Linked DNA regions of Cricetulus griseus: region 1 is linked to region 2. A link is a contact called in public Hi-C data. All regions are on one chromosome and are shown on one strand. Each heading gives the region's core, a stretch centred on a gene start, on an enhancer-like site or on the middle of the called end of the contact. The rest is flanking DNA. Distances are from core to core; before and after follow the strand shown. Region 1 has its middle 41 kb from the start of Stc2. Region 2 holds the start of Stc2 (stanniocalcin-2).

The links. A called contact is a pair of places that touch in the nucleus more often than the background predicts.
Region 1: a Hi-C map of liver shows a contact between it and region 2, with 2.7 times the contacts expected there. The contact joins the enhancer-like site here to the promoter of Stc2 in region 2. A contact is called at or near these places in 4 of 8 Hi-C or Micro-C datasets (the CHO-K1 cell line, fibroblasts and liver).

The regions. Positions count from the first base shown.
Region 1 is chr7:46,918,740-46,925,517 of CriGri-PICRH-1.0, forward strand. No RefSeq gene overlaps it. Among named protein-coding and RNA genes, the nearest start is that of Stc2, 41 kb to the left of the region's middle. Within about 2 kb of position 4,397, at least 1 of the 6 cell types and tissues checked has open chromatin away from gene starts, as enhancers often do.
Region 2 is chr7:46,877,525-46,883,921 of CriGri-PICRH-1.0, forward strand. Stc2 (stanniocalcin-2) reads left to right here and starts at 3,754. Exons shown (of 4, transcript XM_027425172.2): 1 at 3,754-4,268; 2 at 6,072-6,214. The coding sequence starts at 4,118.

The DNA.
Region 1 (6,778 bases), core at 3,147-5,646, 42 kb after region 2:
GGAGCTCTCCAGATTTGGGGGACGGTGCCCCTCTCCTCTAGAATGCCCTTCCCTCTGCCCCTTCTTCCTGTAGTAGGGGGCAGAAGCCCTCTCCTCCCAGACTTTGCTCAGGCTATGCCGGAAGTCCCGAGTGATCAGAGTCTAACATTTCCTCTGATAACCACCTGTTTTCTGAAGGTCAGCTCAAGATGTACCTGCTGCAAAAACGTCCTCAGGGCCTCTTGACCCCAGGCTGTCTCTGTTCCTATCTCACGGTACTCTGTGGTACTTGCCCACCTCAGTGCTGCCCAAAATGTACTGGGCAGAGGGGAGAGGAGCCAAGATGGCAGTCCCTGATGGACACATTTAGACCACAGCATGGAATCTTGCACTTCCTCTGTGAGCCATGGGGTTGGGGGTAGTGTGGCAGTGATGAAAACCCCCTTGGTGTCCTCATCAGTATGGCAGACAGGGACGATCCAGTCTTCAAACCTGATACTAGACATGTGCAGGGCTCCCAATATGGCAGGCTCAGGATATGAAGACAGACTGCTGATAACTATGAGGCAGCAGGAGCTGCTAAAGGAACAGCCTCCCTCCATCCACACCCCACCCCCATGAAGCAAGAGAGTCGGGGATGGGGGAACTGCAGGGACCCAGGATGGACAGAAACAGCAGACAGACCACAGACCTTTTAGTGGGCTCAGGGCTGTCCCTTTCTCTCACCAGATTCCACCACTCTTCCTGATTGGCCCTGTTCATCACTCTATTTGTGTGCCCACTGTAAGTCAACCAGGGCCCAGCTGACATCAGCTGGTGCCCTACAAATCTGGGCTTCCTCACACGAGATGTGCTAGAATTCATCGGAGGAGGAGGAACCACTGCTTTTGGGTCATGCTGAGATGTGCATTTGAGACAGAGAACCCCATGTGTGTGGGCTTCTGCCTCAATGAGCTTCCTTGAGCTAGCCCCCAAAACCCACTCCTGCCTCAGTCTCTGAGACTCTGAGACATGCTTTAGCTGTGGACAGGAATTCAGTGGCTCTTCAGGTTCCAGCCTCTGGGTAGCTTTCTGCTGCCATTACTACTACCCTGTGAGCCTGGCCCACCTTCCCCCAGAAACTCCAGAACCCCCGATCTCTCTGCCTGACCCTCCTTTCCTATCAGCTCTCTGTGACCACCTCTTCGGTGATTTGCTGCTTTCAGTCTTCTGTCCGCAGGTCCCTCGCCCTCCTTATTCTCCCTGAGAATAAGCAAAGTGGCTGTGTGTTCACAGTTGTCCTCCCTTGCTCTCCTGTAATTTCCCTCTCACACCCAGCCAGAGGAGCTGGTCCCTATTCCACAGCGCCACCTGGTGGTAGCAGGAATAAGAGGGCCCAAAGACGTGACTGAGGGAAGACCAAGCGCCTGTTACCCAGGTAAAAAGGCCCTGGAATGCAGCTCTCCCTGGCTGCAGCTCAAGACATCGCTCCACAGGCTCCTCCTGCCCCAGCAGCAGAGTGTCCTGGAGTCTGCTGCCTTCCCCCTGAACTCAGGGAGATGCTGAGAACAGCCCTCCCCTTCTGCCAGGGGCAACAGAAATGCAGCGTTTGAATGGACCATAAACTCTCACACAGCGTTGGGGATGGTGATCTGAGAGTGACAGGATTGTCGGCGTACTTTTCTACATATTCCAACTTTTCCAGTTTTCCTGGGATACTCTGAACACAGGGACAAGGATGTTTTCTATGCTCGTTGAAAGACAAGGTCATCCACTTGAGATCCCTTCCTAATCCCCATCCTGTCCTCCACAAATGACAAGTAATTATGACTACCTGCCTACCTCACTGCACTGAGTGTGTGGCAAGTCAGCAGCAAGTTGTGTTTGTAGGCTTCAGAGGTTTGATGCAGTTTCAGGGGGGGGAAAAGATACAATTTCTTGTTTGCTTCAGTTGACAATGGAACAAATGGTTTGAATGAGAATGGCCCCCATAGGCTCATATGTTTGAATATGTATGTGGTCCCCAGTTGGTGGGACTGTTTGGGAAGGATTAGGAGATGTCGCCTTGTTAGAGGAGGTATTTTACTGACAGTAGGCTTGGAGGCTTCAAAAGCCTGTGCGGGTCCCAGTTAGCTTTCTCTGTCTCATGGTTGGGTCTCAAGATCTAAGTCCTCAGCTACCATTCCAGCACTAAGCCTGCCTCTCTACCACCATGCTTCTCACCACAATAGTCAATGGACTCATTCTCTGAAACTGTAAGCCCCAAATAAACTCCTCCTTCTCTAGGTTGCCTTGGGCATGTTGTCTTATCACGGAAATAGAAAAGAAACTAAGGCAGGCTATATATGTGATAGTGGTCCCATAGGAATATAATGAAGGGGGAAAAACCCCACCGCCCTTTGTGGCTATGACTGTTGTGATGCCCTTTGTAGCTATGCTGCTGCAAACAAATCTGCAGGGCTTCCAGTCTTACAAAGGGTGGTGGCCTGTCCACGATACTTGGTACTGGTAAGTGGCTATCACAGCTCCATCTCTACTGTCAGTTTCAAATATGTTACACCACACTATGCTCTCAGCAGCCTCATCCATCTAGATTCACTGCACACCCCTGAATGCATCAAGAGGCCATGCTTAATGACTGACCTACACAATCTAGCGTCTAGTCATAAGTGTTAGTGCATAGGATGCCCACGTGTTGATGAAATTGCCTAACTGCACGCCTCAGGACACATCGCCATCATAGTATGTCAAGTATTGAGTTATATAACTGAGAGATCCCAGGTTGGGAGTGCAGGTCAGTGGAGGCTGCTTGCTCAGTGTGTGTGAGGCCCTGGCTTCCATCTTCAGCAGAAAATGAAAACTTTCAGGCTTTCAGGCATAGCCACATCAAAGTGCTCAAATGGAGTCACCAGAAATCCCTCCATCCCTACTTGGCAGGACAGGCCGGATTTCCCACCAGTCCCTCGGGGAGAGCCCTGATCTAGACATTCATGATCCTCAGCTTATAAGAATACAGTTCATGCCTGGGAGGGGGCAGTCCCTACTCACCTGAACCACGCAAGTATTCGGGGTGTTTCCCAAGGGAAACGGAAAGGTCCCCAAAACACACATTAACAAGCTGTCAAGAACACGGGTCACAATCCTGACTATTACTGTCAACACCTGCAGAAAAAGCCACCAGCGGTGGGGAGCAAGGATGTGGATTCTCCCTAGGCAGTGTCAACCTGTGAGCTTCATAAAGAAAGTGATGTGGATGGCTTCCGGTCCTTCATCTGTCTGCCCAGGGCATCCAGCCGCTCCTGTTTCCAAAGCTGGGTAGCAGAGACTCACAGCATCTAGCTCATAACATTATTCTCTCCTCTTGTGGCGTGAACTCTTTGAGTTTTCACTGCTGACAAGGTATTTGATTCTGCCATGGGGACACAAAGTGGGACCACACACAAGGTTGAGAAAGAAGATAAGGCTGCCAGGAGACAGTACAGAGCCTCTTGTAGTTTTTTCCGGCTGTTAAAATAATAATAATAATAATAATAATAATAATAATAATAATAATAATAATAAATGCTGACACACAGACAGCATGCATGAGCCTCATAAGTGAGGGATGTGATGGCCGAGTCAGATACTAAGGGCCAGTGTGGCTACATCCTGTGCCATATCCAGGGCAGCAGGACCAGAATGTAGTGGCCAGGATCTTCCTTATGGGGGTGGGAACAGGAAATGGGGGCTTAATGGATACAGAGGTTTCTTTTGAGGTGGTGAAAACACTTGGGAGGCAGCTGGTGGCTGCGCTGTAAATATGGCAAATAAGCCAGGTGGCAGTGAGCTGGGAGCTTTAAAATGGTTAATTCTGTGTGATGTGGATTTTACCACAAAGTTTGTTAAAAGTTTAAAAAAGAAAACTCTGTTGGCCAAATAAAACATCTGCGGGCAAAATTGTGCCCAATTTTCAATCCCAAACAAGCAGTCCCCAGAGTCCCTTTAACACTCACATCCCAAATCTCTGGGGATCAAAATGCCACTCCAACCAGGCAGTGACCAGCCAGCAACAGAAAAGGGCTTCTGTCTCCTACACTCTGATGCTTTGGAGTCAGAAAATAAGTCTGTTGGAACTGGAACTCAGCCAAGCCTTTCCCCCTTTTTTTTTTTTTCTTTCCAACTGCCCTTTGCTACAATGAAGGGCAAAGAGCTACCCCAGGGTGACAGAGAAGGGACTTTGTTGACACAGACCAAGTTCAATTTTTGTGAGGTTCATAATTAAGCTGTCATCCCTTGCTCCAGAGCAATTAGGGTCTGCAGAGGGGATGAATGGGCCTGTTATCATGGGAAATTATAAATAGAGGTTCTGCACAGCTTCAGGGCCAGGCCTCTCTGGGCAGAACCAGCAAGCCGGAGTGTGTCCACCCTCCCGGGCTGACAGGCTGACAGCTCCGAGCAGAGCTGACATCCAGGGCTCTCAATTCTGCCTCTGTCATCTGAGCCCAGACTCTAGACACAGCCACACAGCAAGGGACTGGAGCTAGATACCGCCTTTGTTTTCCCTCCCTCCTGGCGCTGAAGTGTCTGTACTGAGCAGAGGGGAACTGGGCTCCTCCTGACAGACTGAGGTGTTGGTAACCAGATAGACAGGCTGCCCAGCAATCCCCAGAGAAGGGCAGGTCCCAGCCAAAGATGCAACTGTGGGCAAAGCTTCTCCAGACCCTTTCTCCCTGGCCTGCCTTCTGCCATAATCACCCATCTGCAGACCCCTCCATCTGCCAAGACTTGTCATTTGGAGGGGAGTCCCACAGCCAAGAAACACAAAGACACTCATGTATCCTCCGCAGGGACACTCTGAGAGGAGCGTCTAATTTCATCATTTAGTGACCTTCACCTCTCCCTCTCTCCTCTCACTTCCCCCCTTTCTTCAGTACTGTGACTAGAACACAGGCCTCGCACATGTTAGCAAGCACTCTGCCCCTGGGCCTTGTAAGAACAGAGTGGAATGTTTCCAGACTTCCATGGTGGAGCACACTGCACACCATATGATGTAGCATATAGAGAGAAGATGACTAAAGAGGAACCCATGATCTGACCTAGGACTGCACTTGGGCTCCAAACCTAGTATTCTGTCACTGTCCAGAATACTGTGGGTGATTATAATACAATAATATTGGTGTACTAAACATACCTAAGTGTGGAAAGGCACAGTAAAACTAGAGGGTAAAAGATTTTCAGGGACCTTGCAAGGTGGCACATGCCTTTAATCTTAGACTTGAGAGGCAGAAGCAATGGATCTCTTAATTCAAGACCATCTGATCTATATAGTGAACTCCAAGACAGATAGGACTACATAGAGAGAACCAGTCATCATCCCCCCAAAGAAACCCACAACCACAACAAAGTCTGTCAAATGTGACTGCATATGCCTATAACCCAAGTGTTGGTAGCAAAGAACAGTGGCTCTTCAGAGCTTGAGGCCAGCCAGCCTAACAAAAACAAGGAACTTCGGAGTCAGTGAGAGACCCTATCTAAAGACGATGAGACAGAAAGCAATAGGGGAGACACACTTGTCCTACTGTGACCTCCATGGGTATATGCATATAACACCACATACACACACACACACACCCCACATACACACACACCACAAACACCACACACACACCACACACACACACCATACACACACACACACCACACACACACCACACAAACACACACATACATCACACATACACATACCATCCATACACACACACACCACACACACACACACACACACACACACACACACACACACACACACACACACACACACATACACACACATACACATACCATCCATACACACACACCACACACACACCACACATAGCACACACACACACACCATGTACACACATACACAAACACTACACACACACACACACACACACACACACACACACACACACACACACACGAGTGAGGGGAGAGGAAGGGAGGGGGAAGAGTGACAGACAGACAGACAGACAGACAAGATTTTCAAATGAGGCACCATCTAGGGCACTGACTGTGAGTGGAGCCCCAGGCTGCCAGCTACTACAAGTGAGTTAGTTGGTGAGTGGTGTTCAGGGCAGGCCCAGGGCTCTCCTGAAACTAGTGTACACTAAAGCCCGGCACATCTGGGTCACAAAGAAGAGCTCTCTCTCTTCAACACTTAACTTACCATAGCTTTTGATTTTGTAGACTTTTTTTAATTTTTAAAATGTCTTGATTGTTTTGTAACAATTTAAAACAGAACCTGCACATCTGTACAAAGACATCTTCCTTTATTCCATAGGCTTTTCTTCATTGTGAAATTTTGTGCTCCTTCTGTTTGCTAAACTGTCTCATTGAAATCTGCACTGCACTTTGACCTCCACAGAGCTTAACGGGGCAGCTGGATGGGCAAGGTCTGCCTCCCTATCTATCCCATGCACCCTGGATGGTAGCCAGATGCAGTGACATGCTTGGAGCAGCCACCTCCTGCAACAAACTGTAGACCTGCTGAGGCTTTCCTTGGGAGCCATCTGCAGAAAGTGTCCTCTTTGGCTGTGTTCTCAGCTGGGCTCTTGGCCCATCCTGATTTGCCTGTGAGTGCTGAACCCACAGGGCACTGCTTCTAAAGGAGCTCACAGCACATGCAAAGCCAGACCAAGCCCTTCATGGCTTCCCCACCTTTTAGCTCTGTGTCCTATTTTCTTCCATTCCCCTCCTAGAGGGACCACCATCACACTGCAGCCTGTCATGGACCCAAACACCTACCCACAGGACATGACTGTGCCTAGAATCAAAAAAAGTCACAGCAGTTTAGGCC
Region 2 (6,397 bases), core at 2,504-5,003:
ATATTATAAGTGGTCAGTTTCCAGGCCAGACCCAAAAGCCGTCTTCACTGGGATGCTGAAGACCTGGCCTTTTACAGGAAAAGGGAGCAGAAAACATTTTGAAGACGTATTCATAAACTAAACCAAATCTGAAAGATTTAGTCTCCTTTAATTCGAAAGCCTGGTCAACAAAGCAACCAATAAAAGAGGATGAAGACTTTTAAGGGGAGACTTCTGTTTATGAGAATTTGAGGAGCCTGACACAGCAGTTTGTCACTTTGTCCAGTTTTAACCTCTAGCCATTTTTTCCCCATTTTCCTTCCTACAAGTATGAAACAAGCAGTGTACACAAGAAGGAGGAGATGGGGGAAAGATGGGCAATAAAAATGTTTGAAAGAGATGTCCTTCCTTGAGGGTATGGAGTTAAATCATAGCCCTGTGAGAACTGGCTGAGCCAGGGTGAGCTGGTGAGGAAAATGTGAAGAATAGAAGAGACAACAGGACATCCAGTGTTAGAGACCCTTGACCAGGTGGAAGAATTGAGTCCACTCTTTGGCCAGACAATACCCTTTCTGGCCATAAGGTGGTGCCATAAGCCCAGCCAGTCTGCCCCAATAGGCTGGGGCATGCAGAGGGCGGAGCTCCCCAGTGTAAACCATGCTCCCCACTCAACCTCTGGAACCTTCAGGAAGTCTGTACTAGAGACCTGTGTCAACTTGTAATCACTGCCTCAGTGGACTAGAATGATCCCTTCCACTAGGGCCCCACCTGCTCACACGGGAGCAAGGTTTCCTTTTGTCTGCTGACACCACAACCCACATGGAGAGTTCAACCCATCCCTTTGCCCTCCCTTCATCTTGTTCCAAATGCCCATACCCTTCCCGCAGCCTTCTCTGAGTCCTAAAGGGAACCCAAAGAGCACCCTGCACTGCATCTTTAGATACCTGCAAGGTGATAGATAGATCCCCACAGACAGCACAGATTTGGCAGCATGGCACTAGCCAACTAGCCAGCCTGCTCTCCCTCTTTAGCACCAAACTGGACAACCTCATTCCTGACACAAAACTCACAGTGTTCCCTCTTCTTGTGTTTTGCCTCCACAGAAACATCATTCCCCTTGCCTCCACTTGGCAATACCCTCCTCTAGCTTTCAACCCAAACACTTCTCTCTCCAAAACCTTCACCCTTGCACCTGATTGAGGGTGACTGGTCTCATGTCACAATCTGGATGTTACAGACAGAACAGATCTCAGCAGTTACATGTCCCAAACTGTCCACAGACACTGGAACCGCAGGTCAGCCCCAGCTGACCCTCCTTGTTCCTCTAAGTTTTTGTTCCCATTTAGCATGGGCATTAGGTGTAGAGAAGCGCCATAGTTCCAACCTGGATGTGCTGTGCAGTGCCTGGGCTCAATTCATGCTAGCTTTGTAAGTGTTATCTACTGTCCCCAGCCCATGCCACTCATCTGACAAACCCAACCTGAGGGACTGATGAGCTAAAGGAATCTGCAGGGAAAAGGGGATGGAAACAAAGACACCCGTGTGTGCCACATCCTTCTCCAACCTCATTCTGCCCTGGGCCCACAACCCAGAGGATTGCCCAGGAAACGTCCCAGTGACTCTGAAGCCCTGATGAGATGGAGTGGATGAACACCCTTGGCTGGTGCTTCTGTCTGGGTCACGTGGTCCAGAGACAACCTTCATGAAGGGCCGCTGTGTGTGCTTACGGCACCACGCGTCTAGCCACTGTGTAAGCGACAATTCTGCTCAGATGGGAACCGTGAAATTCCTTTGAAAGTTGGAGTAAAAGCCTCAAGATGATTTTTTTTAAATCATGCAGGTTCTCTGAGGGCAGGTGCAGGGCCTCACTGCAACAGGACAAGGTGGGTTTCTTTCTACCGCCTTCAGTCTCCAAATTCTGATTCTCTGGTGCCACTTCTGTCATGGAAAAGGCCACAGAGGTCTGCCCAGCTCTGAAGTTAATTAAGTAAGGCTGAGGGCTGCTTGATTCTCCCAGGAAATTTTCGACATGAAAGAGTTGGGGGGGGGGGTAGACCACAAGCAAGGTGGCCAAGGAGGATGTCCACCACCTTCCTCAAAGGATGAATAAGGAAGTCACTGCTATTAGTATCATGGGCACGAGTGGCCAGTTTCTTCCCGCCATCGAAGACTAAGACATTCGAAGCGACCATTTCCTCGGGGCCCGAGAGATGGGGAGGTACTATGGACAGAAGCTCCAAGCCGCCCTGCCCCTGCAAACCCCATCCCAAAGGCGCCTTCCCATCTCCACCTGTTTTTCCTCTGGTCTGAAGCAGCGGTCACCCTGACCCCCAGCCTCCGCAGTCTCCTCGCTGGAAGGCAGCTGGCTCCCAGGAAAGTTGAGCGACAGCAGAAAAAACAACCGCGCGCCCATCTCTGCAACCCCTCTCTCAGGCGAGCCTCTCGTAGGCGCTGAAGAGGCAGAGAGTGCGCCTCGCTACGGAGGCCCAGGGTTGCTGTCGCCGCGGGCGGTGGGTGATGAAACCTCCCAGGCGCATTGCTGCAGAGTGCGCGGGCGAGCGCGGAGTCGGGCAAGGACGTGGGTTGAGAGCTGGTACCCTGGCTCACCTGTTCTCCAAGACTTGGGTGGGGAGTGCGGGGGAGGGGCAAGTACCGCCAATACCGGATGAGGGCCAGGTGGCGCTAGGTGGCAGCGCTCGCCTCTCCACCCTCCTCCAACCAAGCTAGCCCACCGAACTAAGTCGTCGGGTTAACGAGGCCAAGAGCAGCAGTTCCTGTCCCGGGCCGGCGCGAGGAAGACGTGAGCGTGCACACGTACACACACAGCAGGGGGAGAGGCGCTCGCAGCGGCGCCCAACTTTCTCCCTGCTTCCTCCAGCAGAGGAGATAGCAGCTGAGGGCGATCTGATTCCCATTTAGGAGGGGGGCTCCAAAAGGAGAAGAGATGGAGAGACTGTCCCGGGACTTTGGAGTTTTTGCTTTTATTTTTTGCATCAGAGGGCTGAGTAGTAAAGGAAATCCTTAGCTGGGCCGAGTGACGCTTAGGAAAAATGGAAGCGTGTGTTTGGAGATGCCTAAAGTTGCCTGTTAAGCTCCGGCCTCCAGAGCACGCGATGCTCCGCGGCCGCCTGACCCAAGGCTGCCTGGGCCTCCTAGCGACCCGCCAGGAAATGATGCAAGTCTGGGTTGTCACCTGGATCCCTGAAGCCCAGACAGGAATCCGTCTGGGTTGGGGGAGGGGCGAGACAAGACATCTCAGGTGTTTCAGGACCCACCAAATCCGGGCAGAAAAAAAAAAGTGGGAGGTGGACTGTCTCTCCGGCCAAGTGCTTCAGGGTTTTGGCGCCTGTCTTCAAGTGCCTGTTTTGTAAATGCCAAGAGTCATGACGCTTAGGGATGCCCATCAGAGCTCAATTTGCTCGCACCCTCTCTGTGCCCAGGTATCTGTTCCAATCTATCCAGGCCTCGGGGCTGATAATGTCACTGAGTTCCAAAGAGGAAACTTTCCCAGCCGAAAGCACTGAGGACGCTGTCCCAGTAAAGACCGACCCTCCCCGCCCTATCCCACCCCGTTTTTTAGTTTTTTTAGCTGCAACTGGAGCTGGCATCGGCTTTGATTTTTTTTTCTCAGTCCGCTCGGCCATTGCCCCGGAGCACCCGCACACGCGCACGCGTCTCAGGCCGCGCTCACACACACGCACGTAAAAGCGTGGCCGCCGCCAGGTCGGCAACTTTGTGGGGCGCTCTCCGCGGCTCTCCGCTTCCTCCCGTAGTAGTTGGCGCAGGCCCCGCCTCCCGGCTGTGTTGTCAAACGGGCCGGGGTCTCGGATTGGTCCAGCCTCCGGGACAACACCTGCTCGACTCCTTCATTCAAGTGACACCAGAGCTTCCAGGGATATTTGAGGCACCATCCCTGCCATCGCCGGGCACTCGCGGCACTGCTAACGGCCTGGTCACATGCTCTCCGGAGAGCTACGGCAGGGCGCTGGGTAACCTCTATCCGAACCGCGGCGAGGAGGAGGGAAGGGGCGAGCGAGGAGGAAGAGTGGGAGGAGGGGGAAGCGGCGGAGGAGGAAGAAGAGGAGGAGGGGCGCACAAAGAATCCAGGTCTCCCGGAGGGAGGGTGATACCCAGAACCATGTGTGCGGAGCGGCTGGGCCAGTTCGTGACCCTGGCTTTGGTGTTTGCCACCTTGGACCCGGCGCGAGGGACCGACGCCACGAACCCTCCGGAAGGTCCTCAAGACAGGGGCTCCCAGCAGAAAGGCCGCCTGTCCCTGCAGAACACAGGTAAACGCGTGCGCCCTGCAGCCGGGAGCTGCCGGGGAAACGTCGGTGGCACGCCCGCGGCGCTCCCGGTGTGTTTAGCCCCAGCCCAGCGACCCGAGCTCACCCCGGGCCGCGCAAACTCTTGGTGGCTCGGGACTTGCAGAGGGACGAACGAGGAGAAGCGAGGTCTGGGCCGGGCTCCGAGCGCCCAGAATCCGCACGTGCTAGTAGGGTGATGAAATAGCTGAGGCAGGACTTGTTGCTACTCTCCCCCGGGGCTGAGGGGAAACGAGGCAGCGCTTGATGCTGCCAGCTCCAGCCAGAGTCTCGGGCCCTGCGCAAGGCGCACTTTGTCCAGGCTAACCCATGCGAGGCACCGAGGGTCCCAGGAACCGGGCTCGCCCTGCGCCCAGAGAACTTCTCTTCCAAGCTGGCCAGCCTGGCATAGGCTGTCTCCCCTTCCTTTAAAGACTGCTGGACATCCCAGAACTTTGCTGGCCAGTTAAATGGCATCAAGAAGTTTCCCTTTGGGGGAGGGGGTTCACAAAGCGTGCCTCTGTGGTGCTGCGGCGGTCCCTTGCTCCCAGCCAGGATAGCAAGGGGAGAAATGTTGACACGACCCAAATCGTGCGCCGGCCCTGCTCACCGGCAAGCTGCAGCGCAGAGCCTGGCGTGCGGCACACGGGCTGGCCTTCTTCCCAGCTCCCGGGAGAGAAAGAAACGTGTCTGCCGCTCGGCACCTTGCTCATGCCCCCACCCCCGCTATTCCTCCTCCCGGGCCGTGTGAACGCCGCCGCCGTGGCGTGCGTGCGCTCCTTGCCTGAGCCGAAAAATGCATGTCAGGGGCGCCCAAGTGAGTGATCGCTGTCCTGCCCGCGGCCACGCGTGCAGTCAGTTCAGCCTCTCGCCAGCCCTGCCCCCCTTTTAGATTTAGGTGCCCCTCCACAAATACACGCCCCTCACTCTCCATAGATTTCATCTGATGCTGATTTTTCGACTCGAGCCCCGCCCTTCCTCCAAAATACACTTTCCTAGCGTAATTTTGCGGTTGGTTTAAAACGTAGAACTCATTGAGTGAGCCGAAGAGGGCATGAGACTGCACTCCTGCAGCCTGACAGCTCCCAGTCTTTCCTTTCAGGCTGATGAATTAGGACATCTTGGAAGAAGTAGCAGGCTCCGGGCCCTCGGGCCCTCGGGGCATTCTAGGGGATTAAGTGATATCTCACACCAGATCCCTAATTAAAAGGAACCTCCAAAGGGAATGGTGGCGGGTGGCAAGGCCAGCCCCCACCTGCTTTCATTCTGAGGCTGTTTTCAGCCACAGCCTCCCTGGCCCTGGCATTTTTAATGCGGGTGGTTTGGAGGCACGGCTTTAATAGGAATCTTGTTTTGATTTTTAGGTGTTGAATCATAAAGCTGAATTGAAGTTGTCAGGAAGGAAATGGCAGGATCTTAAAGGCAGTGGCTTCTGCAGCCCCAAGTAGAGAAAGTCATTTAATTCATGAAATTCGGCCTTTTTAAAATCTTACCTTTTCCCTGTGGGTTTCAAAAGCTGAAATATTTTCTGCTCTTAAGCTGAGTATTCTCACATATACTTTCATAAAGTGGAAAAGAAAGGGGCAGGGAGAAAAATGCTCATACTAACTTCTGACTATGATAGTTGTTATTTTGAGCTAATTTTACAAAAATTTATAAATACCAACTCTTTATAAGTAGTAGTAAATAATGACATGTTATTTCCCCCACCCCTTAAATTCTGAAATTGGCACAACTTTTTCCCCTTTAATTTCTCTAGCCCTTACTGTTAATTTTTTTTCATTTTAGCGGAGATCCAGCACTGTTTGGTCAATGCTGGGGACGTGGGGTGTGGCGTGTTTGAGTGTTTTGAGAACAACTCTTGTGAAATCCGAGGCTTACATGGGATTTGCATGACTTTTCTGCACAACGCTGGAAAATTTGACGCCCAGGTAAAACATACAGCATGAAAAATATTCTGGGTTGGTGTAGCATGGTTGAAATCTTGGCTGAAGGACTTGCTCCTGAACTGTTATTTGAAGTGGTTTGGTACTTGAAGGTGTAGAGAAGGGCACCAGTGTCTGCTTTGTGCCATTGCTTGGCTTTGTGGACTTGCCATTAGGTCAAATCCTTCT